6 separate regions of the Mus musculus genome follow, and regions 2, 3, 4, 5 and 6 are each linked to region 1. A link is a contact called in public HiChIP or PLAC-seq data. All regions are on one chromosome and are shown on one strand. Each heading gives the region's core, a stretch centred on a gene start, on an enhancer-like site or on the middle of the called end of the contact. The rest is flanking DNA. Distances are from core to core; before and after follow the strand shown.

Evidence for each region. HiChIP or PLAC-seq counts read pairs in DNA pulled down with a chosen protein or histone mark.
Region 2: an H3K4me3 HiChIP or PLAC-seq map of stem cell-derived neural progenitor cells shows a contact between it and region 1, with 12 read pairs. The contact joins the enhancer-like site here to the promoter of Tmem184c in region 1. A contact is called at or near these places in 6 of 39 promoter capture datasets (cranial neural crest, embryonic stem cells, frontonasal cranial neural crest and 3 more), 31 of 484 Hi-C or Micro-C datasets (the HL-1 cell line, cerebral cortex, cranial neural crest and 13 more), 5 of 115 datasets of contacts at active chromatin or transcription factors (embryonic stem cells and stem cell-derived neural progenitor cells) and 1 of 9 other capture datasets (embryonic stem cells).
Region 3: an H3K4me3 HiChIP or PLAC-seq map of embryonic stem cells shows a contact between it and region 1, with 4 times the contacts expected there. The contact joins the enhancer-like site here to the promoter of Tmem184c in region 1. A contact is called at or near these places in 6 of 39 promoter capture datasets (the 3T3-L1 cell line, embryonic stem cells, neural stem cells and 2 more), 3 of 115 datasets of contacts at active chromatin or transcription factors (embryonic stem cells and stem cell-derived neural progenitor cells) and 1 of 9 other capture datasets (embryonic stem cells).
Region 4: a contact with region 1 is called in an H3K4me3 HiChIP or PLAC-seq map of craniofacial prominence, with 7 times the contacts expected there. The contact joins the enhancer-like site here to the promoter of Tmem184c in region 1. A contact is called at or near these places in 6 of 39 promoter capture datasets (cranial neural crest, embryonic stem cells, hippocampal neurons and 2 more) and 10 of 115 datasets of contacts at active chromatin or transcription factors (craniofacial prominence, embryonic basal ganglia, embryonic hindbrain and 5 more).
Region 5: an H3K4me3 HiChIP or PLAC-seq map of stem cell-derived neural progenitor cells shows a contact between it and region 1, with 15 read pairs. The contact joins the enhancer-like site here to the promoter of Tmem184c in region 1. A contact is called at or near these places in 13 of 39 promoter capture datasets (3T3-L1-derived adipocytes, the C10 cell line, the SN4741 cell line and 6 more), 2 of 484 Hi-C or Micro-C datasets (embryonic stem cells and pancreatic beta cells), 13 of 115 datasets of contacts at active chromatin or transcription factors (bone marrow-derived macrophages, cardiomyocytes, craniofacial prominence and 6 more) and 3 of 9 other capture datasets (adipose tissue, embryonic stem cells and pancreatic islet).
Region 6: a contact with region 1 is called in an H3K4me3 HiChIP or PLAC-seq map of embryonic basal ganglia, with 5 times the contacts expected there. The contact joins the enhancer-like site here to the promoter of Tmem184c in region 1. A contact is called at or near these places in 22 of 39 promoter capture datasets (the 3T3-L1 cell line, the C10 cell line, the HPC-7 cell line and 11 more), 1 of 15 datasets of contacts at CTCF or cohesin (the NIH/3T3 cell line), 101 of 484 Hi-C or Micro-C datasets (the 3T3-L1 cell line, 3T3-L1-derived adipocytes, the 63-12 cell line and 65 more), 26 of 115 datasets of contacts at active chromatin or transcription factors (the 230-238 cell line, a beta-TC-6 cell line, bone marrow-derived dendritic cells and 16 more) and 2 of 9 other capture datasets (adipose tissue and pancreatic islet).

What each region holds. Positions count from the first base shown.
Region 1 is chr8:77,608,752-77,612,449 of GRCm38.p6, reverse strand. It overlaps Tmem184c (transmembrane protein 184C), which reads left to right and starts at 1,797. Exons shown (of 10, transcript NM_145599.4): 1 at 1,797-2,347. The coding sequence starts at 2,225. It overlaps Gm39200 (a long non-coding RNA gene), which reads right to left and starts at 369. Exons shown (of 3, transcript XR_878939.2): 1 at 221-369.
Region 2 is chr8:78,117,974-78,121,671 of GRCm38.p6, reverse strand. No RefSeq gene overlaps it. Among named protein-coding and RNA genes, the nearest start is that of Gm6360, 47 kb to the right of the region's middle. Within about 2 kb of position 1,776, at least 20 of the 459 cell types and tissues checked have an H3K27ac peak or open chromatin away from gene starts, as enhancers often do. A contact at or near this core is called in neural progenitor cells, neural stem cells and stem cell-derived neural progenitor cells, where this site is marked.
Region 3 is chr8:78,096,218-78,099,915 of GRCm38.p6, reverse strand. No RefSeq gene overlaps it. Among named protein-coding and RNA genes, the nearest start is that of Gm6360, 26 kb to the right of the region's middle. Within about 2 kb of position 1,630, at least 34 of the 459 cell types and tissues checked have an H3K27ac peak or open chromatin away from gene starts, as enhancers often do. A contact at or near this core is called in embryonic stem cells, neural stem cells, stem cell-derived epiblast-like cells and 1 more, where this site is marked.
Region 4 is chr8:78,061,838-78,065,535 of GRCm38.p6, reverse strand. No RefSeq gene overlaps it. Among named protein-coding and RNA genes, the nearest start is that of Gm6360, 8.8 kb to the left of the region's middle. Within about 2 kb of position 1,780, at least 12 of the 459 cell types and tissues checked have an H3K27ac peak or open chromatin away from gene starts, as enhancers often do.
Region 5 is chr8:78,021,764-78,025,461 of GRCm38.p6, reverse strand. No RefSeq gene overlaps it. Among named protein-coding and RNA genes, the nearest start is that of Gm29895, 21 kb to the left of the region's middle. Within about 2 kb of position 1,796, at least 33 of the 459 cell types and tissues checked have an H3K27ac peak or open chromatin away from gene starts, as enhancers often do. A contact at or near this core is called in stem cell-derived neural progenitor cells, where this site is marked.
Region 6 is chr8:78,000,151-78,003,848 of GRCm38.p6, reverse strand. No RefSeq gene overlaps it. Among named protein-coding and RNA genes, the nearest start is that of Gm29895, 43 kb to the left of the region's middle. Within about 2 kb of position 1,923, at least 39 of the 459 cell types and tissues checked have an H3K27ac peak or open chromatin away from gene starts, as enhancers often do. A contact at or near this core is called in brain, cortical neurons, craniofacial prominence and 8 more, where this site is marked.

The DNA of each region.
Region 1 (3,698 bases), core at 548-3,047:
ATCCTTATATTTTGCATAGTTGAGAAATTATATGTATTTTGAACTCATGTATTTAGAGTTCTTTCCCACAGCCTTAAGGGCTGTCCTGAAGGTCCCAGTGTCTACCATTTTGCTGAGACATAGCCACAGCCTTGGCTCCTGGATTCGAGCTGTTTCTAATTCTCACTGAGTCCTTAGGTTAACTGGGAGGACATCCCTAGGAGGAATGTGAAATACATACCCACAGCAGCCATCACACTCATGGAGGCTCACACTGGAGGACTTGTCCCAAGGGCAGGAACCATGTCACTCTGTCCCCACCATAGCCATACCGGGCTCAGCACTAGAGTGCAGAAATAGATTTCAGAAATTGTGTAAAAAATTGGCTTCCTATGAGAAGGAATGGAGAAGATGGCTATCAGAAGCAGTAAGAGTGTGGCTGGACACACAGAAACAAGTCCTGTTAGACAGCCTATCCAAAAAGACTGCCATTTGCCAAGAAATAAGTAGTGGTGATAAGCTGTAAAGCAAGAGTTTTCCCTAATTTTCTGAACTTCAACAGTATACCAAGATTTCATTAATGGTTAGGAATTTCCTTAAAACCAACTATTTTAACTTATAGTGTAGACCAAACTAAAGTCCTACAGCCCCTTTAAGGAAATGTGCAAAATGGAGATCACAGGAGAAAGACTGCAGAAGTCAGACTCCAGGCTCTGGTAACTGAGGAATGTGATTTCATCTGTATACTTTGAGACTCTGGTCCATGACATTTTGTCCAGATGGCTAATAGGCAGAAGTCCCCTGGTTGCAGGTGATGGCAAATATTTAAACATCAAGCAGAGTCCAAAGTCAGAGAAAACAGCTCTATTACTTAATAGGTACTATTAATCACTTGACACTTTTCTCATCTGTGAAACAGAAAACTACCCATCGCTACTCGGTACTTTTATGCAGATCAACTCATACAAAATGGGTAGAGAAGTTAGTGTTTGATTTCAGAAAATGACAATATATGCAGTGTTCAGTGTCTAGTCGGGACTCAGATGTTTGCTTGTTCCCTTGATTTAGAAAGAATTTAAGATCCCATGTGTCATTGATCTGTAAAGCTATACAGCTAAAAGCTTTAGGTGTATAGAACAGATGTCAGAATACCAACCTTTTAAATCTTAAATAAGATTTTGTTTTTTTTTTAACTCAAGTTTGAAACGTGAACATTTCATATTGGCGGTTACTTTCAAAAAAGCTATTCTTAGAATGATTCTTCTGCCGGGTCTAGAAATTATGCAGACAAATTCCTCCTTAGGACCCTAAACTCTAGCAACTGACTGAAATCTAACCTATTCTGTCTTATTCCAGCGGGCTTCCCATTCCACCCCTAAAGACAACTGGGAAGCCTTCTGAGAAAAATAAAGCTATTTCAAGTTCCACTCCACAGTGACTGCCCCTCACTATGACTTTTCTTTAGATGGAGTAAAGTCTCAGGAATGTAGCGGGTGTTTCTGAAACGTCCCCAGTTCCTACAACTTTCGGAGCCCTTTTAGGGAACCACTTAGACTAGGTAAATTAGAGATGCCAGAAATCCGCCGCTACTCTCCTTCCTGCCCTTGCCACGCCCTCTCGGTAACCTAGGTTACAGCCACGCCCTCCTCCGTAACTGACCAATCACAATGCTTTGCGTTGCGGGACAAGGTTTAGCTCAGCTTGAAACTCAGAGCAAATCATTTGCTGCAAGCATCTGATCGGAAACGGAAGTGGAATAGTCGGCGGAAGATGAGTTCTGAAGATGAGTACTGTAGAGGTTCCAAAGCCGTGAGTGAGGAAGTTCTGGGCCGGGTCTTCCGGGGGCGGAGACTAGCCTGCCAGAGCTGGACTAGGGAGAGGGCTGGTAGGGTACCAGATGCAGGTCAGACCCCGAGTGCCTAGAATCCCTAGTTTACCCTGATAGTCCTCGGGGTCACGATGCAGCGGAGACTCTGGGTGACCTCCAGGTGAGGCGGAGGCGACGCCGCGGCGGCACTGAGTCCATGCGGGTTGGCCGGCGAGGATGCAGCCTGCACCTGCGAGCATCCCGAGCGGCCACCGCTGCAGCAGCCGCAAACACAGAGCGACCCGAGAACGCGGCGCCAGCGGCTAGTAAATCTTTTCCTATAGGGCGCCAGCGGAGAAGACAACCGAAAAAGCGAACTTGCCAAATTCTTGGTTTGGTTCGATTATTCAGCTACTCAAAGAGAATCTGTTACAGAACATGCCTTGCGCATGTAATCGGAGTAACTGGAGGAGATGGATCCGACCCCTGTTGGTACTTTTTTACGCAACAACCATCCTGGTCGCGGTTCCGATATGCATTTGGAAGTTTCAAAAAATGAAGGTAAGAGGGTCCTGCACCTCTACCCTTTCTTCCGCTGGTTGACAGAGTTCCTTTGTCTGCCTTCTAATGCTTGAGGTCTGAAAAACATTTCGTCTGTGGACATTAAACCAACCTGACTGGTTTTATTTAGCCGCTACAACTGGAGGTAGGTCCGGGTCGAGAAACAAATAGTTAAAGCACCTACTTACAATGGGCGCTTTCCCAATATTCATCAGTCCCAGAAAGAACTTTATTCTTGAAATCAGATCTGCTATGCAGGTACTAGGGCTTGACCAGACCAAATAAACCATCTTAAAAACTATGTTCTGGATTTTATAGGCTTTTAGCCGGTTTTCTGGAACCAAAGGATTCTTGTTAAATTGACTTTGCTAATTAACTTTACGTTTGAAGTTACAAGTTTTCTTTGTTTCTTTCCTTAAAATCTCCTGTAAACCAGGCTGTTCTGGATTTTGCTTTGTAGACTAGGATGATCCTCCTGCATCCAAACTTCCCAGTGCTTGGATTACCGGTGTATCCATCATTCTGTTTACTCAATGCAGGGATTGAACCCAGGGCTTTGTTTATTTGAGGCAAGCACTCTACCATCTGAGCTTCATCCCCAGACCTGAAGTTACTCCTTAACCAAAGCAAAAATTTTACAAACATCCCCTGTGTGTTCCTTTATATTTAAAAAAAAAAAAAGGTGTATTTGTTGGTGTGTTCGTGGGATGGTCCAGTTGTGGAGGTCTGAAGGTGGACAACTTGGAGCAGTTGGCTCTGCTCTCTCATCATAATGAGTGCTGAGGACTGAGCTGAATCTATCAGGGTTGGAGACAGGCACCTACCAGCTGAGACATCTCTCTGGCCCTCTTTGTTGATGTCATGTTGTGACATTAGTAAAGTATTACAAGCTGGATAGCTAACCTATGTCTATAGTATATCTATAAAGTGAAAACTTAGAATTAATAACCAAAAAGTACTTTTATTAAGAAACAGTTATTTTGGAAGAGTTATGGCAGACCAGGTAGATGCATACAACCCACCCCCCTTTGATTATGGAAAATATTTTAATCAGTGTGTCTAAACATATTCATAGGATCTTTTTGTTCACTAAATCTTGTTGGCTTTTCTAATTATAGTTCATATAGGTGTTTAAGGGTATTAAATATGACATTAAATATTTCTCATTTGTTATGTTTTTAGGCAATTTGAGATTTGTCCACCCAAATTTAGGTCTAGCAATCTTAATTTAAATGTAATTTCCTCACTTAGTATTCCTTGGAATACAGTATAGAAAGGGAAATGAAATGTACACAAGCATGGCCGCCTGAGCCTCATCTCTGTAACCCTCTCGAATGGTGTTTATGGCAAG
Region 2 (3,698 bases), core at 527-3,026, 510 kb before region 1:
TTTTTTTTTAATTATTGTATCCTTGGGGTTTTAGAGTGAGACATATTTGTGCCTAACTCTAATATAAACAAACCTACTTTGGCTTCTCCTCTTTTCTTAGTGTATTACAGAGGCTTTCTCCTAACTCTTTCATCTTTGTGTTTCTACTCCTACCTTCTAGCTTTAGAATGAAGCTTTTTGTTCACATAGATAACGGACATCTTGAAAATTCTATTTCTTTTACTTTTTAAGTGTGTGTGTGTGTGTGTGTGTGTGTGTGTGTGTGTCCCCAGGTTCCCATGGGGGCCATCAGACAGTGTCAGATCCCCTGGAACTGGAGTAAAAAACAGTTGTGGACCAACTGATGTGGAGGCTAGGAGCTGACACTGAACCTGGGTCTCTCCAAGTGTGGACTCCCTCTTAGCTGGCCAGCTACCTCTCAGGGACAGAGCAGGTTCTTCTCACGTGCTTGCCCCTGGCTGTCACTCTGCCTTTGTCTCAGCTTCCTCTTTAATATGCATGCCCAAGTTTCTTTCCAGGCCACTCCTTTTCTTCCCGACTACCCTTTGCTGACTGCTGGGCTCCTGCTGTCCATCCTAGTAGGCAAGCAAACAGCCATCTTCCACCGCCCATCGCCCATCCACAACCATCTTCCACCGCCCATCGCCCATCCACAGCCATCTCTCACCGCCCATCCACCTGGGGCCCCAGAAGCAGCCAGGCTCTTTCTGGGAATGAGTCCTCTTCCCACTATCCCAGAAAGACATTCTCCATACAGCCTAGAACTTTCTGAGTTACTTTTAAAGCTCCTGGGCCTCTTCTCATCTCCTCTATGAATATTGCTTGAAGCTGGCTCGTGTCTTTGGAGTTGGGGTAGGCAAACGAAGCCTTTGGGTTTTGTCTGCTGGAAGATTGCCACTTCCTTGGGGTGGAGCTCTGTGTTCTTTGGAGAAGCTACAGTGTAGTTGACCCTCTCTGCCAGGTTCACAGGGCTCTTTCTTTCTTTCTTTCTTTCTTTCTTTCTTTCTTTCTTTCTTTCTTTCCCTTTTTCTCCTTCTTCCTTCCTCCCTTCTATATTGTCCCTGTCAGTCAGCAGACCAAGGTTCCTGGCAGCTCTCTGTCAGGGCTTTGATTTTGTCAGCCATGGCCAGGTCCTTTTCCTTACCCAGTCTCTTTTCAGCTTTGTTCAGCTGAGCTCCACTTGTCTACTAATTAGCTCTTTGGAGATTTCCCTTTTAACACTCACTATCACAGAGGACAGGAACCGTTCAAAAGTTTTGTGCCTCATAGAAATTCGGTATTCATCTCTACCCCATACAACCACATTTCTTAAAATTAGAAGTGGCAGGTCAGGCTAATTTAAGGTATAGAAGGAACATTGTGTATAAAGGGACACCTCCCTGTTCTTGATCAGGTATGGAGATGAGTGACAGGAAGGGAAGGGTCACATCACAAAACATGGACGGGCACAAATTAAAAGGAAGCCGCGGCTCTGTCTAACACATTCACATTTTCTTTATCTTCTGGTGTGCAAATATTGTGCTAGCTGAATATAAAAGTAGCACAACTTTAGGGTACAAAAAAAAACCACACTGTAATAACATCAAGAGTGGTCTTACATCAAGGAGGGCCCTGAGGATGTCTTTGTTGTCAACTTCAGAAGAAAAGAGAGGAACAGAGGAGGAAACTGGCAGAAGGAATGGATGCCAAAAGGAACTCAAAGCATCAGGTCTGGGTGAGGTGATCGGTATTCGAAAAGAGTCTGCCTTCTGGCTCTGATCTGAGGGAATAGGCTGGCAGCCAAGCCAGAGGGCAAAGCAGCACAAACACACCTTCCGCACACTGCTAGCGGCTGCCTCGGTGCCTTAGAAACGGTGCTGGCAATTAGAAGCGAGCTACAGAGGAGCCATAAGCAAAACACTCTACTTATGAGAGTCTCTGCGTTTTGCATAAGTCCCGACCGGGCTGCCCCTTCCGCCTGACCAAACCTTCCCTCTGTCCTTGCTTCTCCCTTTCTTTCTGTTTCTTTGGCACGCTCTTCTTTATGTTCCCCAGTATATTTTCTACCCCTAACTTACTTCTTTTGGAAGTTGGGCTTACACCACATTTACACACTGCTAATGCCTGCTAGATGAAAGTAAAAACCTTTGAATATATTAATGCTATAACACAGATGTCTTACTTTTTCCTTTTTTTTTTTTAGGCGAGTTGATGTGGCTAATAACGATGCAGATTGTGCAGGATGGGTGTGCAGATGAAACAGGGGAATACAGATTAAATAAGGATTTCTTCAAAGCTGCACATTTGCTTCATAATTTAACTTCTGGGCTTATCTCAGTGGTAGTAGGTGAGACCGGCATCTCAACATTGTTCTAAAACATCTTGGCATCACAGGAAACAATCTTCCAGCGTGGCTGTCCTTCTTCTGAGCCCAAGAAAACAACAATGGAACACATAAGGGCTCCTGGTGCCTTGTGCAGAGGTCTGAGGCACTGCTAATATCAGGGGCTCTGAGGCAGTGGGTTGAAGGCTCGGCTTAAGAAGTGACCTGCATATATGCTGCACTTTGTTCTTTGGAGCTATGGTCGAGTCACCCACAGACTCTTCTGAATAGAGCATGTGGTATGAGGCAGAGGAGTCGGCATACTCTGGAATCATCCACGGGATGACATCATTATTAAACTCATTTAATCATTGAATAAAGTGGGAACTACAGATACTGGACCCTGTGGCAGCCAATCTGCCTTTTATGTCTGTTTATGCCAGGGATTTTTCTCAGTCCCTGATGGGAGGAGAATGAAGTCCAACCCTGCTCTCTAGGAACTACCGTCCAGTGGGGTGGGGCGTCTGTAAGCAGAGAGTCAGCGATATCACGGCTAGAGGAGGAAGGCAAGGTTCTGTGTCTCTCTGAGAAAGAAGGGCTCTGCTTACCGGGTCACATGCAGTAACGTTACTTGTGGAGTTGGTCTTGAGTGGCTGAGGAGAAGCTTGCCAACTGGATGAATGGCAGACCTCAAGTACTGCGTAAGCATGATGAGGGGGTAGGAGGTTAAGGAATGGCTTGGGAGCAGTTCCTACAAAGCCTCAGATGCCAAGCTGAGATTTTGGAATGCTCCTACAGGCAACCAAAGCCAACCGGAAGCCTATGAAAGGTGAAGAGCGGCCATTACATGTTCTCTTTGGTCTCTATATTAGCTGTGTGGAAAGAATGTTGACTATAGATACTGGGAGATTGCTCAGGACATCTGTGACTCTCTGGACCCAGGTGACAGTCAGCTAAAGATAAGGGACACAGAGAGACTTCTATTAAAGGAAGCACCTCAGCTGGTCCTCAGCCACCGCTTTCCTTGACCTCAACTCTTGAGGTCAGATCTGAGGAAACCCGTTGAGAGCCTGAGGCTTCTTTCTGAGGACAGGTAGCCCAGTTCCTGAGGTTCTATCATTCTTCCTTCCTGTGCCTGGTGTCCTTCGTGAGGACAGTCACCCCTAAGTCCTCTGCACTGCTTCCCTCTGTCATCCCTTACAGGAAGCACTGGTGAGAATAGAGTCTTCATAATGTATGACTAAATAACTGGATGGAAATGAGTAACAAAACCAGACAGTGAGGGGAAAAAATTGTCATTTAATATGGTGGTTAGCAGGTTAAGATTTTCTTGGCTTAAGAGCTAAGGTGACTATTGCAAACGGTAGCAAATTTACCCTCATGTATTTGAAGATCA
Region 3 (3,698 bases), core at 381-2,880, 490 kb before region 1:
AAAACAGCTCATAAGGCCTCAGAGAGTGAAGGCAGGAGGAGATGGTTTACCTGGACTCCATCAAAATGTGGAATGATCAAACAAAACAATGCGGGGCTCAGGTGCCTCTGCAGTACCCAATCCAGGGGAACACTTGCTCGCTTCACAAAATCCCCCCATTAAATGCTGGGCCTTACATTGGCGAGTCTAACTGTTCACTAAACTAAAGGCCCCGCTCACATTTTCCCTTCGAGTACATCATTCTCAGAGCTGATTGCCTACTGTTAAGGCAAGAGAATCCAATAACACAAAATTATTTTAATAATTTCTAAAGGAAGTTTAAGTGATACGCACTCGATCAGGGTCGATGAAAATGGCCCCGGTGTCGAAGGGCAACAGGTTGCTAATAAATACAATAGTTTAGGAAAGTGCCGTTGCCGTCACGGAAAAACTATATTCTGGGGGAAATAATACCACTGTAATTCATTTTTGAAAGCTATTGAGACTTCTTGGATGAAGAATGTAGTTATTAAAGGCAAAAGTACACAATATGTTGTAATGAAATGTTTGTGCTTCACACTTCATTAAATGCTTTGTGGGCCTCTGGGGAAATTCCATCTCACACGCCCAGAAGCAGTGTTTGTACACGGTGTGTCAGTAGAGGGAGTGTGTGGGGCAGTGTTCCAAAGATGAAGTTGCTACAACTTCAACATAGTCCATATTTAAAACACTAAAACAAGCCACGCAGACATGTGCCTAACACAGGCAGATGTCTGCCTTAGGCACTCCACTTCACCCTGGCTTCTATGTTACTGAAATTCATTTTCCCTCTTGACCTAATTTTAAAAATTATAAATCATGGATTCTGCTTGAAGTACAAGGTGATTGAGAAAAGTGGATACTTTAAGCCAGTGAGCTCATCCGAAAATGTTCTCATTCTAACTCTTCCCAACACAGTCAGCTAACAGCATATCTAGGCCTTAGAATTTAGAATTTGGAAGGTTAATGGTTTAGAAGGTACCCACCATCCAATTTACTGTAATTTGAAACTAACAAATATGATTATTAAAGAGAGAAGGCTGGGCTGATTCCATGACAGGCTTCAAATCGGCAGTTAAGGAGACTAGGCCTAAATCTCTGTCTACAAGAACTTGGCAAGTCCAGGCAAATCCAGGCCTCAGAAGCTGCCTGCCACCTGGCCTGAGGCAAGGACAATGGGTCAGCAGCAGTTTCCAGACTTCCTCAGTTACTTCCTCAGCAACAGTTTCCACACCTCCTCAGCAGGTTCCCAGCCCCCACACCCCGGTAATGGAATGTCAGTAGAGGCGGACCCGACAGATTAACATAGAGGTCACCCTCCCGGAACATCCCTAATGTGCTTTAAGTCAGGCCTGCAAGCTCACTTGGGTGTCTCTCTATCTTGGTAGTGGGAGAGCACAGCATGCTGGACTTGTGCAGAGTAAAACACTGTGTTTCATACTATTTGAGCTCAGAGTACCATTCTTCAGTGAATCATGGGCCCTTACAAAAGTACCAAAGAAAATAGAGATATCTGATTCTTAGGAGATGGAAACGCCCACTCAGGAGGAGGGACTTTGAGGAGCTCATTAGTACACATTACTGCATAAGCAATGGGAAGGAACCGCAGCTGCTGGCACCCTCCCCTAGCAACACTCTGCTTTGTCCCCTGTATCTTTCTTTCTTCCCCTGGGCTGGAGAGTAGCTTCCCCATTTGTCTGATGTAAACACGCATATCAATGCAGGGCTTCTAAGGCAAACAAGCAAGGAAATGTAGAAGGGAATCCTAGTCAGAAACAACATCAATAGAAAACTAACGAGTATGGGCCCTGGCTCAGAGCCCTCCAGGTAACGTGTTAATGTCAGGATCTTTTGTAAAACACTATGGGAGATTTCTAATAAAGCATTCCTTTGCCTCAAGAATATTTTTTCTCTCCTCGGGAAGTGTCTTAAGCTTAATGGTTTTCTCTAGGGCTAGAATTTCATTTGGCAGCTTTACTGAGAATTTACTCAACAGGAAAAGTGTGACTTACTCTGAGATTCTCATTGAAAGCCACACCCCTTCAGGGGCTCATCTGGCTAAAGCTTAAGAAATCAAAACACAAACAAACATACAAACAAAAAAAAATCCTCCAGGCTCCTATATAGAATATGATGCTGGTTATATGAAACCCATAAGTTGAGCTTGGATGAACATAGTACTTCAGCATCCCTTTTGGTAATACACTGCTTCCTTAATTGGGTACCCAAAGATGTTCAAAACTACAGCTCTACACAGGACAGAGGATGCGCCAGGTTTCCGAGAGCCTTTCTGCTGCCATAGCGATCTTCCTCGCTCCTTATTTTCCTTCAGACTTCCCTGCTTAAAATTATCAAACCAAGGTGATATCTCCATACTCCTATTATCTACTGCACGTAGTGTAATAGTTACTATGACAAGTTTTTGAGAAGCAAACATTCAATTTTCCCATGCCTTCCGTTATTATTTGGCTCAGGAGCAACGCAAAGGAACCCCGCCGGGCAGCGATCCTGGCTGTGCAACTCGAGAATGCTTTGTTCTGGATTGGACACTGACTCTAGGTCTCACAGCTTTGCCAACTCTGTTGAATTCCGAGTTTTCTCACTTGAAAATGAGGAAAGGAATAAAACAACTTTGCAGGGTTGCTTTAAAACGAGATGAGAGTCTGCCCATGTAAAGCGTGTGTAGCGGGGCTGTCCTATTCACGCACGATCTCATTTTTATCACGCTGCATGCTTTACAGCTCAGCTCTTTCACTCTTCTCTGAGCACCTCCGTTAAGGCTCCGGAAAGTTTTTCACATGCTAACTGCACCCTGGTCTACCTGTGCACTGCTCACCACCACAGCCGGTAGATCAAGGGCAGAGACATTCTGCTGCTTGCCTGAATTCCCTAGTCCACCACAGGGTCTTCCCCAAGCAGATGCTCATAAACAAAATGAAAATAAACTTCAATTAGGTGGATATGTGTTATGTAATCTTTACATAATAAGAACACAAGAACTTTCTTTATGGTTATTCAGGGAAAAAAAGAGTAGTTGTTTGTTTGTTTTGTTTTTGTTTTTCCTGTTAGAAAATCTGGTTTTGCTGTGGAAACCACTGCTGGGTATGAATTCTGATCTGCCACCTTCTGTGTTCTTCCAAATGCCATCTTGTATATGGAAGTCCTCTGGGAATACACCCAGAAGATGCCACTCTGTCACCACTAGCAGCTCTACAACCCTTCATCGTTAGTGTCACTGATGTCCCAATTCTTTGACTTCTCACCACAAGCCACTTCTAGAACGTGAAATTAAATTTCCTCACCCTGACCACAAGGGGCAGGCTGCCTTCTCATGGTGGCACTGAGATCCTTTTTAAGCTTTTCTCTTCTCTCTCTGCAGCTGTCTATCCCCTGGCCGCAGTCCCCGCATACTATGGTCTTTACTCGACTGTCACACTGCAGAGCCCCCAAGATGAAAGCTGTAAGCAGCTTTCCAGCTTTTGAGCAGCTATCCTTGTCAAAGTTACTAGCATGATACACTAGAAAATATAAAGACCTTTAACCCATCACTATTATCAAGCCTCATTCTAGAAGACACTTTGTCCCTTAGAAATCTTGGCAATCAGTCGATAACTGTGTGTCAAGGAGTGCGTCAAGCCCTTTAATATGCATGGGGATATTGTGGTGGCAATATTCAGTGG
Region 4 (3,698 bases), core at 531-3,030, 450 kb before region 1:
GCCCTTGCCTGTGCATCTGTGGAGGGAACAGCCTTACTCCTAGTCAGGCATTTGCAGTATGGCCCAAACTCTGTAAACCAATGCATCTGATTCTATCAAGCAGGAGATGATAAAAACCTATTTGTAGGAGAGGCAATTTCACTGTCTACTAGATAGCCACAAAAGTTAGAATTCTTCAGCTTGGGTTTATACTATATTTCATGAATGAATTTTAAAATTATATCTGGAGAGCCGGGTGTGGTGGCACACGCCTTTAATCCCAGCACTTGGGAGGCAGAGGCAGGCGGATTTCTGAGTGTGAGGACAGCCTGGTCTACAAAGTGAGTTCCAGGACAGCCAGGGCTATACAGAGAAACCCTGTCTCGAAAAATAAAAAATAAAAAAAAAATTATATCTGGAGTTTCCTTTAATGAAATACTAATGATTTCAAATCATCTTATTTTCAGCTAATCACTCCATAATTATGGGATAATGGCATACTTAAAAATCATTGGGAACAGAAAATTGAACTTAGTGAGAAGCAAGTCCATACTTTAATTAAAAAAAAAATATGACAAACATATACAGAAAAGAATCTACATTTTGGTCCTAGCAAAAAATAAAGTGTGCCTCCCCCCCCCCATTTTTATAGAAAGAACAGTAATTATATTTATGAAGGGAAACTTAAGTAAGACGTCTAGAGAAAACAATCTTCCAGATTCCGACAATTCTGTGCAGAAACAAAGGTGCGTGTTGGCCACCGAGAGCAGGAGGAAGGAACAGAAAAAGTGACAAGCACTTAAACGCGGAAGACCAGAGCCTCCAGACCCAAGAACGGAGATTACCTACAAGGTAGGAAATGTCCTTACAACATGGCGGCTGGCCCGACGCTCTCAGAGCATATGCATTTATTTACCATGGCCATGCTCATCAGTAATACACAGGCTTCTCCAGTCTCCTGTGCTCTTCTCCTGCCAAGTTTTCTCCCTTAATGGCGCAGCTCCTGCTCCACGCGAGCCGGTAAGCAGACGCACCTTTGCTTTTTTAGCAATCAGGTTTTGAAAAATAAAAATAAAAATAAAAAAATGCCCATCCTCATTCCAAACTTTTGGATAGCTTGTCAAAATAAGGGACACTGGAAGCACACGGCATAACAAACTGTAAACACGGGGGAGAGAGTCCCCAGCGTTCCTTGCGTGGTTCAGTCACACTGCTCATTAAACAAGCCATTTTAATGCTCACTGTCAGGCCGATCTTCCAGGTGCCAGGATTTTCTTTTGAAGCGAGAAGGTACTCTGTGGGCCAGCTTTGCAGAAAGGTAAACATTCGAAAACCAGGACAGGGTTTGTGGTATTTAAAACTCAAGAGTCTTCTAAATTCGGAGGACCTCCCGGCACCCTTCCTGAACATCCCCTCTCCTTTTAAAGTAGTTTTAAATTTTATCTTATTTTAATTTTTCAGTTTGCACAGGCGAAAGGTGCTGCAAAACACATCTCGGGTGTCTTTTAAAAATTAAAACGGGGCTGATTGGCCGTGTCAGTGATCCGGGCTAATCAAAATCGCTGACACCTTTTCAGGAGGGAAGAGGCAAGGTTTAGCTCTCACCAGAGAGTGCTGCCTCATTGGTCCACTTTTTGATCTAAATCTGAATATGTGCCTGCAGATAATTCTCTTGCATTTTTAAAAGCTGAGAAACAAAGAATAAAATGCTGAGAAAACAAACGCTTATTTGGAGACGTCGATTCGGCACGCCTGACCCCAGACCTCTAAACGGAGCCGCAGGTCCCTCTGCTGGCCAGGCTGGGAGGGAGCGCTCCTCTGCGGAGTGGAATGGGCTCCCTCCAAACTAAACCTTCTCAAAAGATTCCGCTGGTTCTTGCCCAGTAGCCAAGGAGCATGGCTGGAATACAAAGGAGTGGGAAACATGGGCTTCAATTACAAAAAGAAAAGCAAGCAGCCGCCGCGACTCACCCTCCCCACTGTGGGTCTGACTCCAAAGCCAACAGCAACACCCTTGAAAGCATGCAGGGTTTTCTTCTCTATTTTCGCCACAGTCTTAAAGATAAGAAGTGGTTTTTATAAACTAGGCCCTAAGAACGTATTCTGGTGTTCTTTTTCCTGTTGAAGGACATGTTTCCTCAGCGTTAATGTAGCATCTCTGTGACCCATTCAAGAAAACGCCCTTCTTCGATTTGCTGTGGTGAGGCCCTGTACAGAAAACCTTGGAAAGAATGGTGTTATTTGGAAATACTCGTTTCACAATAGCTTCGTGATCTATTCTAAGAAAAGTTAGGCATTATTGGATAAAGAAACGCGTGGAGGCAACTGAATTTCAAGGCAAATCATATCGAACACAAGAGATGGGGGAGGGGCAGGGAGAGGCAAGGAAAAGTTGTCTTTCAGAAATTCCAAAACATAACCATAACTTTTTAAGTGACACCTAAATCTACCAGTCCTCATTGTCTTGTGCCACAGGAGATATAAGGCAGGCAGTGTCTTGGGGTACAAGCTCTCTCACTACCTCAATTCCACCCTGAAGGTACTTGTTTGGACATATGGAAGAAAGAATATCTCAATTTAATTTTTACAGTGACTCGAGCTATTTGGCTACTTCTAGGCATGATTCATTTTCTCCCTCTTCCATGTCTACACACACACACACACACACACACACACACACAGAGAGAGAGAGAGAGAGAGAGAGAGAGATACACACACACAGTATATGGAGATTTTAAATTGAGTTTAAGTCCCTGTAGCTTTGGTGATTCCATTGCTGGGGAAATTAAAGGCACTTGAGCCACTTCCAACCTTGTTGAAGTTCAGAAGTGCATGGAGATGCTATTAAAATCCACATTTCTGGTCCACAGCTAACTGAGACTAAATTTCTGAAAAGCCCTTGAAACATTTTATTTCTTTAACAGGGCCCTTTCACTTTGGAAATCACTGCTCCAGATGTTACAGAGGAGTTGGTAAAGTGAACTGAGAGCAAAGATCCCCCAACATCTGGGAAGTTTTCTGTAGTCACACAGCCCAGAGGAGCTGGGCAGCGCCAAGAAAGATACAGATGTCAGCTCGAAGGACGAGGGAAGTGCAGCGCTGTTTAAGGCATCACATAACTAACAAATTGCAGAGCAATAAACAAATATGCTCTATCTCATTTCTACTTTAGAGTGATGTCTTTAAATGACTAATTCTTGTTTTTAAAAATTGATTTTCAAAAAAGAAATCCATCCTAATTGTACTATAAAAGCTGTCACATAAAAGAACAATACTGCCATCTAGTGCCCATTCTGAAATAAGCTTGAATCAGACAGTTCAAGTTGAAGGAGAAATCTCAGGAAATAATATAAGCAAATTTCAGTAAGGACTTCAATTATGGACAGAAAATCGAAAGACTACACCATACAGTTCCAAGACTCCCACAACGCCGCAGCAGATTCTTATCTGACTCTGCAGCAGTGGCCACCTAATAGGAAGGATGAATCTCATCTGACTCTAGAATACCATTGAGAGTTGTGTCCAGGGTTTCAGGCTCCGAAGCCATCAACCATACTAGCCAACCTTCAAAGAGTGCCACACCCTCTGGCTCCCTGCAGCCAATTAGGCTGCTTGCATCCTCTGTAATGGAAACTCAAAGCCCAGACTCCTCTCTGATCTGCCAAAGGGCCATACCGTTTCTTGTCTAAAGACCTTCTTAGATTGAGCAGCTAGTCTCT
Region 5 (3,698 bases), core at 547-3,046, 410 kb before region 1:
TCTAGCAAATTTCTTTGGCTTTGTTTTGTTTTCTTGGTAGTTTTCAGACTAAAAATGAAGTAGCCATTGGTGTATCTTTCATTAAGACTCTCCTCTTAATACATTCCAACCAGCAAGGAATATGTATGGTAACATGCCCGAGCCTCTCTACCCACTGTTTATCCCCACTAAGAGCCCAGACAGTGGAAAACCATGGCAGTTATCACTGTGACCTCTCACTTTAATGAGCCCATGACTTAGAATGCTTTGATATCCTACGTCATGGGTTGGATTGAAAGAATCAATCTAATAAAAGCAACAAACTCTACTAGTAACAAATGAGGTGCCTCGGAACATATTGTCCTCTGGCAAGGCCTGGATAACAAACAAGGCCAGGGTGGCCAGGACGTCTGTTCAAGGTCAGCTGCGAAAGTACATGTACCCTCACTAACTCTTGTACAAATGCATGCACAGACACCCCAGTATACACACTCATGCACACAGACACCCAAGTACACACAGACACATGATCATACCCGCAAGCACATACAGATACATACATGTACATGCCGACATATGCACACACAGACACATGCGCATATGCATGTTTTAACACAGGTATGCATGCACATATGTGCTTGCACACACAGAGACACTGCCTGTCTTCAGTCTTTTTATTGTTCAGAGCCAAAGTGCTTGAATTTTTTGTAGGTGAATAGATTCTTAACTTTTCTAGCACATTTAACTGCTGACTTCTATTTCTTAATGTCTCCATTTTTTATCTGTCTAATTTTTTTCCCTATTGTTTTTGGATGTACATTAGGACATGTGTCCATGTCATAGACAAACTATGATAAGCATTGCATGATTCCGGTGTTCCCCAGTAACTGTCCCCTAGGATAGAATCTAGCAAAAGAGAGGACAGATGAGTGTAGAATTTCATGATCAAATACAGTTCCTGCTTCAGAGCTCCCAAAATGCACATCAAACCATCACAGACGTTGAAAAGCACTAGGGCAATGGAAGACGCTCTGAGAGGAACTCAGGAGCCTCTAAACAATCCTTCTTTCATTGATGTCCATTCCTCCAGATGTAGATCCCTTCTGAGGACCACACATGGACACTGTGTTTCCCATTTATCTGTAATTATTTTCAAAATGACCATCTTGCATTTTCTTATTTACAACTGATTCCAACATATGACAAACTTCAGAGAAACTTGTGGAATTCAAAGGAACACACAACTGTCACACGAAACACCAGCAGGCAGTCCTGAAGGATGAGACTAGCCTGAGCTGCTTACAAATTCCCTATTTCCTCTGGCTCGAAGATACTGTCCCTCATGCTTGCAGCCACTGAACCTTAATAGGCATTTCTGGGAGACCTAACTTCTCAGACTACGTGCCCAGGACATGTGCACCTAGATCAGTGTCTCCGGCTGTTCACCATGAGGGCAGTCAGTCACCATGCTTCTGTAAAGTCAAATTCTTTCTAATTCATGACAGATTGGGTTTGTCATGTATACTTCAGATCTCCCTCTCCTTTCATGGCAAGCCTGTTTTCCCTGTGGTTGTGGTTTGTTCTCTTAGCAGAGGTAGCTGATAAATCTTCAAGTTCCTAGGTTCTGGTTAACACTCCTTTCGAACGCCTCACCCTGTGCTGTGAGCCCAACTGAAGCCATTAAGCTGTGCTTGTTTTCCTTTCTTTCCTTCCTTCGCATTGCTAAGGGCTTTTACGATAGAATAGTTTAAGTGCCAGGGTCCGGTCAGCCCGAGAGCAGCTTTACAAAGTCTAGGCGTTTTGCCAGAAATCTAAACTTTGTTGAACTATGTTAAAAGGTTAAGCATTTCACAGAGTTTGGTCTCCTCCACCCTCACTGATCTCCCAGCCTCTGCCTTTTCCTTAAATGTCTTTAAAAAAAAAAACCATAAGTGCTGGAGAGAACACATTTGACCCTTACCCTGTAACCATGGTATGGGTAAAAGCCTAAACAAATGTTAATCACACTTCTCTCCCTCACCCAGAGAGAGAGAGAGAGAGAGAGAGAGAGAGAGAGAGAGAGAGAGAGAGAGAGAAAGCTGAGGACACAGACTATGTTTAGTCTGTTTTTAAATGAAATATTAGATGTTTTCCATAAAGTATCAGTTAAAAAGTCTCACTAATTACTTCTCATAACAATTTCTATATTAATGGAAAAGTCTTCCTATAACTGAATATTAATGAATGTGACATCCTCTGTGGTCCAGCAGGATTACAGAATACTGACTCCTGGCCCTTTCATTCTGAAACGTTTCCCATGGTGACTTCCTGCCACACTGGGGACGGTCAATCTTGGGTAGAATGCTTCTCAGCTTTCAAATCCCAGAGTCATCAAGGATATTAAAAAGGAGGAAAGTTTTCAAAACCATTGCTTCTCAGGCGTGGTGCTCAGAAGACCGTTGCTTTTGAAAGATGGCCATTGATGTCAGTAGGATTGTTCGGAAGCTCCCAAGTGCTCCTCAGAGCTCCCCCCACCACGCTGCTACTTTCCAAAGTCTGTGAGGATTTGATGTGCATCGTGGGCGCTCTGAAGAGGGAACAGGTTGTTCACTGGTTTCCAACGATATTTAATCATGAAATTCTACACTCATCTGTCTTCTCTTTGGTATACACATTCCAAGGGGCACTCGCAGGGGGACACAGGCCTTATCCAATGCTCATCACAGTCTGTCACAAAAGCAATACTCTTGCGAGTGTAGGGGCAGTGACCTCTTGACTGTCTTTCGTCTTCTGACTCCATTCTCTTCAAAACATTCAAACTAAACAAAAGCTTCTTATCCTGCTCTATATGCCCACTATTAAACCATCTCCTCCTTTCTTACCTAGTTCCTATCCTTTTCTTTCTTTCCTGGAAAGAACAAAAACCAGCGAGTTTAACTACATTTAGGAGCCACTGGGAGCATGTTTTCCCAACGTGCATACCCAGCAGCCTTTACCTGCCTCTAGCTGTGAAGCTGACTCCTGAAGGTAGCCTTCTCTAAGACTAAATCCCTTTCCCTTGACTCCTCAGCTTTTTTTTTTCTTAATCTTCTTTTGAGATTATCTCCATGACTATCTCTAGATGATATCTTTTCTGTTAACGCCCTGCTTCTGACTCTGTTTAGTGGTCATGAGCAAGGTCATATGTAATTTGCTGGTGTATGCAAGCACCTCTAGTATCCTTACCCATGAGGAATGAAGCATATATACACAAAGGGGCATGTAGGCAAGACCATAGCTGAGCACCAGGTAATTATTTCAGCTTCTAATGGGTTAGGCTTTAGAATATGATATTAGGTGCAACTGGGTACGGTCTAGCAGGGCTTGAACATCCTGAGAGATGTCTGGGGATTGTACCATGAGCCTTGAGAAACTAAACCTAGGAAAACACAGTTACTTACAAATGCACAGAGTAGTTGATTTTTCTTGTGGGGAAATCAATGTCACCAGGCACTTATTTGTATCTTTGTCATACTTGGGATTATCTCTTCAAAATGCTCCTTAAGAAGAAAATTTCTCATGCAGAAAATGCAAAATTTTTTACACAGTGATTTAAAGTAAAGCTCTGCTAGATTGTCATTAGTTTATAAGGTTTCAAATGCCATTAATAAACATGTTGCCCTCACGTCTTGGCAAACAGTCAATTCAGATAACTCATGCACATATATTGACAATTATACATGCTATCAAAAATCAGAGCC
Region 6 (3,698 bases), core at 674-3,173, 390 kb before region 1:
CATCAAGTACAGAGCCAAGGGAAGAGCTGTTGATATGAAGATGTCACATGGCTCAGGGAAGGAGCTGTTGACATGAAGATGTCACATGGCTCACAGAATTCGTCACAGCAGCAGGATTTAGAAGCAAAGTAACTGCTTAATATTAAGATTACAAAACAAAATCGCAAATGACATAGTCACTATTTTCAGAATTATAAAGAAAGAAAAGGGAATTGAGGAAATATATTTCTAGCATCAGTGGAACTGTGTAAACTACATAAAATGTGTGCTTGTATGAATGAGTAATAAAAGGAGTCTGAGAAAAGAATGGCATTCACGCTAGGATTATATGGATCATATAGAAAAATACGGCCCTAGAAAAGCATGTTTAAATCATTGGCAAAGATATAGTGTAAAGTTCCAGGGAGTTCGGAGTTTACACAAGCTCAACTGGACCCGCTAGTGAGCAGACATCTGCCATTGTCTGCCAACTGCTCCCAGACCTTCCGACTGGACATATTTACTCTGGTCAACTGTGTCCCTTAATATGCCACAGATTCATCAATAATAGTCACTGTTCTTCTCAGTAGCAATAACAACACATCCAATACGTGCAGTTTAAAAAAAATTGATCAGCTGGGCTGGAGAGATGGCTCAGCCGTTAAGAGCACTGACTGCTCTTCCAGAGGTCCTGAGTTCAAATCCCAGCAACCACATGGTGGCTCACAACCATCTGTAATGAGATCTGACACCCTCTTCTGGTGTGTCTGAAGACAGCTACAGTGTACTTACATATAATAATAATAAATAAATCTTTGGGCTGGACAGAGTGGGACTGGAGCAAGCAGAGGCCCTGAGTTCAATTCCCAGTAACCACATGTAGGCTACAGTATACTCATTTACATAAAATAAATAAATAAATCTTAAAAAAATTGTCAGCTACTTCAAGTCTAGTTTCTGGAAATACAGTGTCATTTAGAGTCATGCGATACTTCCAACAGAACGGTAACCCAAAAGAGAACAGAAAGGAAAATTCAAATGGATCCGGACTTTGGCGAGCATCGAGGCCAGCTGAACTGCCAACAGAGCACAGGCTCGCTGAAATGAACCCTTTTACACCTCTAAGCACAAAGTCACAGAACACGGGAAGGCCAGGCATCTCAGGAACCATTCTTAAAGAGAGATGTCAGGTTCCCACAAGCCATCATGGGTCACTTATCTGCGTTTGAGCTTCTTTTTCTACCCAGCAGCTTTGTGGTTTCTAAACCTCAGATGGTAATTGCTCATGGAGAAATACCCAGATTCGTGGCTTGGTCCACAGAAAAGCTGAATGGATGCAATGCCCCCTCCCACCCACCCCCATCTCACCCCCATTTTTCTAAACTTCTTAGCAGTATCACTTTTTGAGTGCAAAGCTGGTGGTGCAGAAAACTGTGCCCCATCTTTAAAACTCTTCCCTTTGGCTACACACAGGTGTGCCTTTCCCCAGCCAGGGCATGTTCCTTTAAGGGGTTACCCACTACCAGAAAAGAAGGAGCCAGCTAATCCATGCAGCATTCAGCTGCTAGGCAAACCTCACAGCTGTCTTGCTTCAAACCTCCTCCCTCACTGCCCACACTGAAAACATGCAAGTTAAAGAGCGGTTTAAATTAGCATTCTTTAAAGCACCCTTTCGTTACCATATGATGCCAGGGAATCTATTACAGAAAGGCATTCCTAGCACCAGGAACGGACTGGAGCAGAAGAAAATGTAACAATGGCATTCCTGTGTGGCTGAGTAAGGCAGGCAGAGGTTTTGTTCAGAGCAGATGTCAGAGACCTGTAAACCCTAGACAAACAGTGATAAAGACGGATCTTAAGAACACAACCCACTCCAACAGACTCTGACACGTAAGAACAACAGTCCAACACATACAGCACAGGACAGCAGCAGTCCGGCACAAACCAAGTGAGCACCAGGGATCTCCTCTGAGAGTGCAGACTGTCATCCATAGAACAGTGCTGAGCACTGTTCTAGGTACTCGGGACACATCTGTAAATGAAGTAGACAGAAGGTCTGCTCATCTGGAGCTCACATTCTGTCAGGAACTCTGACAGAATGCACGCAGGAGGAATTCAGAGCAGATTGGGATACAACCTGTTTTCTTATTTACATGTCAAGGCATTGCTATGCAACAAGATGTGGGATGTCACAGCAACACTCCAAATCTCACTCACACATTCTCTACCACTCTTCTATTTCTCTGTGTGATTATGCATGCATAAATATATGTTAAATTATCAATCTACAGGTTTGACCACTTGACCAATACTTCATTTATCTTTTTGTTTGTGTGGATATAGGACTTATGTAACACTCACCCAGCCTAGAAGAGCCCATGGGCTTTTGTCAGTTCATAAAATGTTATAAAACGTTCCTCCAAGTCTGGTGACACATAGATGCCTCCACCTGGGAGAACCTTCCTGACCCTTAAAATCAAGGTTCTGGCTCCTCAAAAAGCCAAACTGAGAAACGACGCTCATGAAGCTGTACTCCAGTTTGCAGTCCTGGGCTGAAGACAATGGCCATTTAATTGCACACAAGGTCAAGATCTTTTGATTGGCAGGCTGACAGCTCTGTAGAAGTAATTCTTCATATGGAATTCCCTTGAAATCAAAGGCATCATCATGAGGAGATTAAAAAGGAACAGCTGAGTGGACTGCTCATTTCCAGAGATGTCAGATGGTACTTAATGTATCCTGTTATTTCAGGTGAGCATGCAGTAGATGCTTCTGGGATCTGTAATTGTATTCTGTATTCACCTCATGCCGAGTTAGTGACTGTTCTACTCTCCTTCCCAGGAGAAGTACAGGGTTAGGTTCTTGCAAGCCTCTGCTTCCCACACGGTCCTCATCTTATGTATCACCCACACCACAGGGCTTATTAATAAGGCTAGTTGTATCCACACTGAAGAGACTCTTCCATGTACCATTTGGCCCATACAGCCCAGGGTTTTACATTTTCTTTTGTAGTCTCTGATTGTGCAGAGCCTAACTTGCCTATACAACTAAAGTTTTCCACATCAGATCACCCATAGAAATGTGCAAGTCCCAGTTGAGGAGTAGGCTCAGTGGGCTCAGTGGGCAAAGGCGTGTCATATAAGCATGAAAATCTGAGTTCAGATCCCTGCCACTCACAAAAAAGCCTGGGATTGGCCGCAAGAGCCTAGAGCCCCCCCCCCCCCCCCCCCCCGCTGTGGGGAAGCTGAGGCAGGAGGCCCTGGGCCCAAGAAATAATTAAGCATAGGCAAATAGATGGGAGAGCCTGTCTCAAAATGATAAGGGAGAGCCTGTCTCAAAAAGATAAGGGAAGACATGGAGGAAGGAACTAGACTAATCTCAGGCCTCAGCACTTGCACACACATGTGTGCATGCACACATGAACCTATTCACAGAGTCACACTGATACACAGACACACAGTCACACAATCACACAGTCACGCACAAAGACAGACAGACACACACACACAGACAGAGAGGCAGAGAAAGAGAGACAGACAGACAAAGAGGCACAGAGAGAGAAAGACAGAGAGAAAGACAGACAGACAGAGAGAGAGAGAGAGAGAGAGAGAGAGAGAGAGAGAATATGCAAATATGCAAACCAGTACCGGCAGAGAGGGCCTTTCTAGTTTTCTTACTCTGGGTGATAGGATTAAACCCTTTGACTTTTACCTTCACAG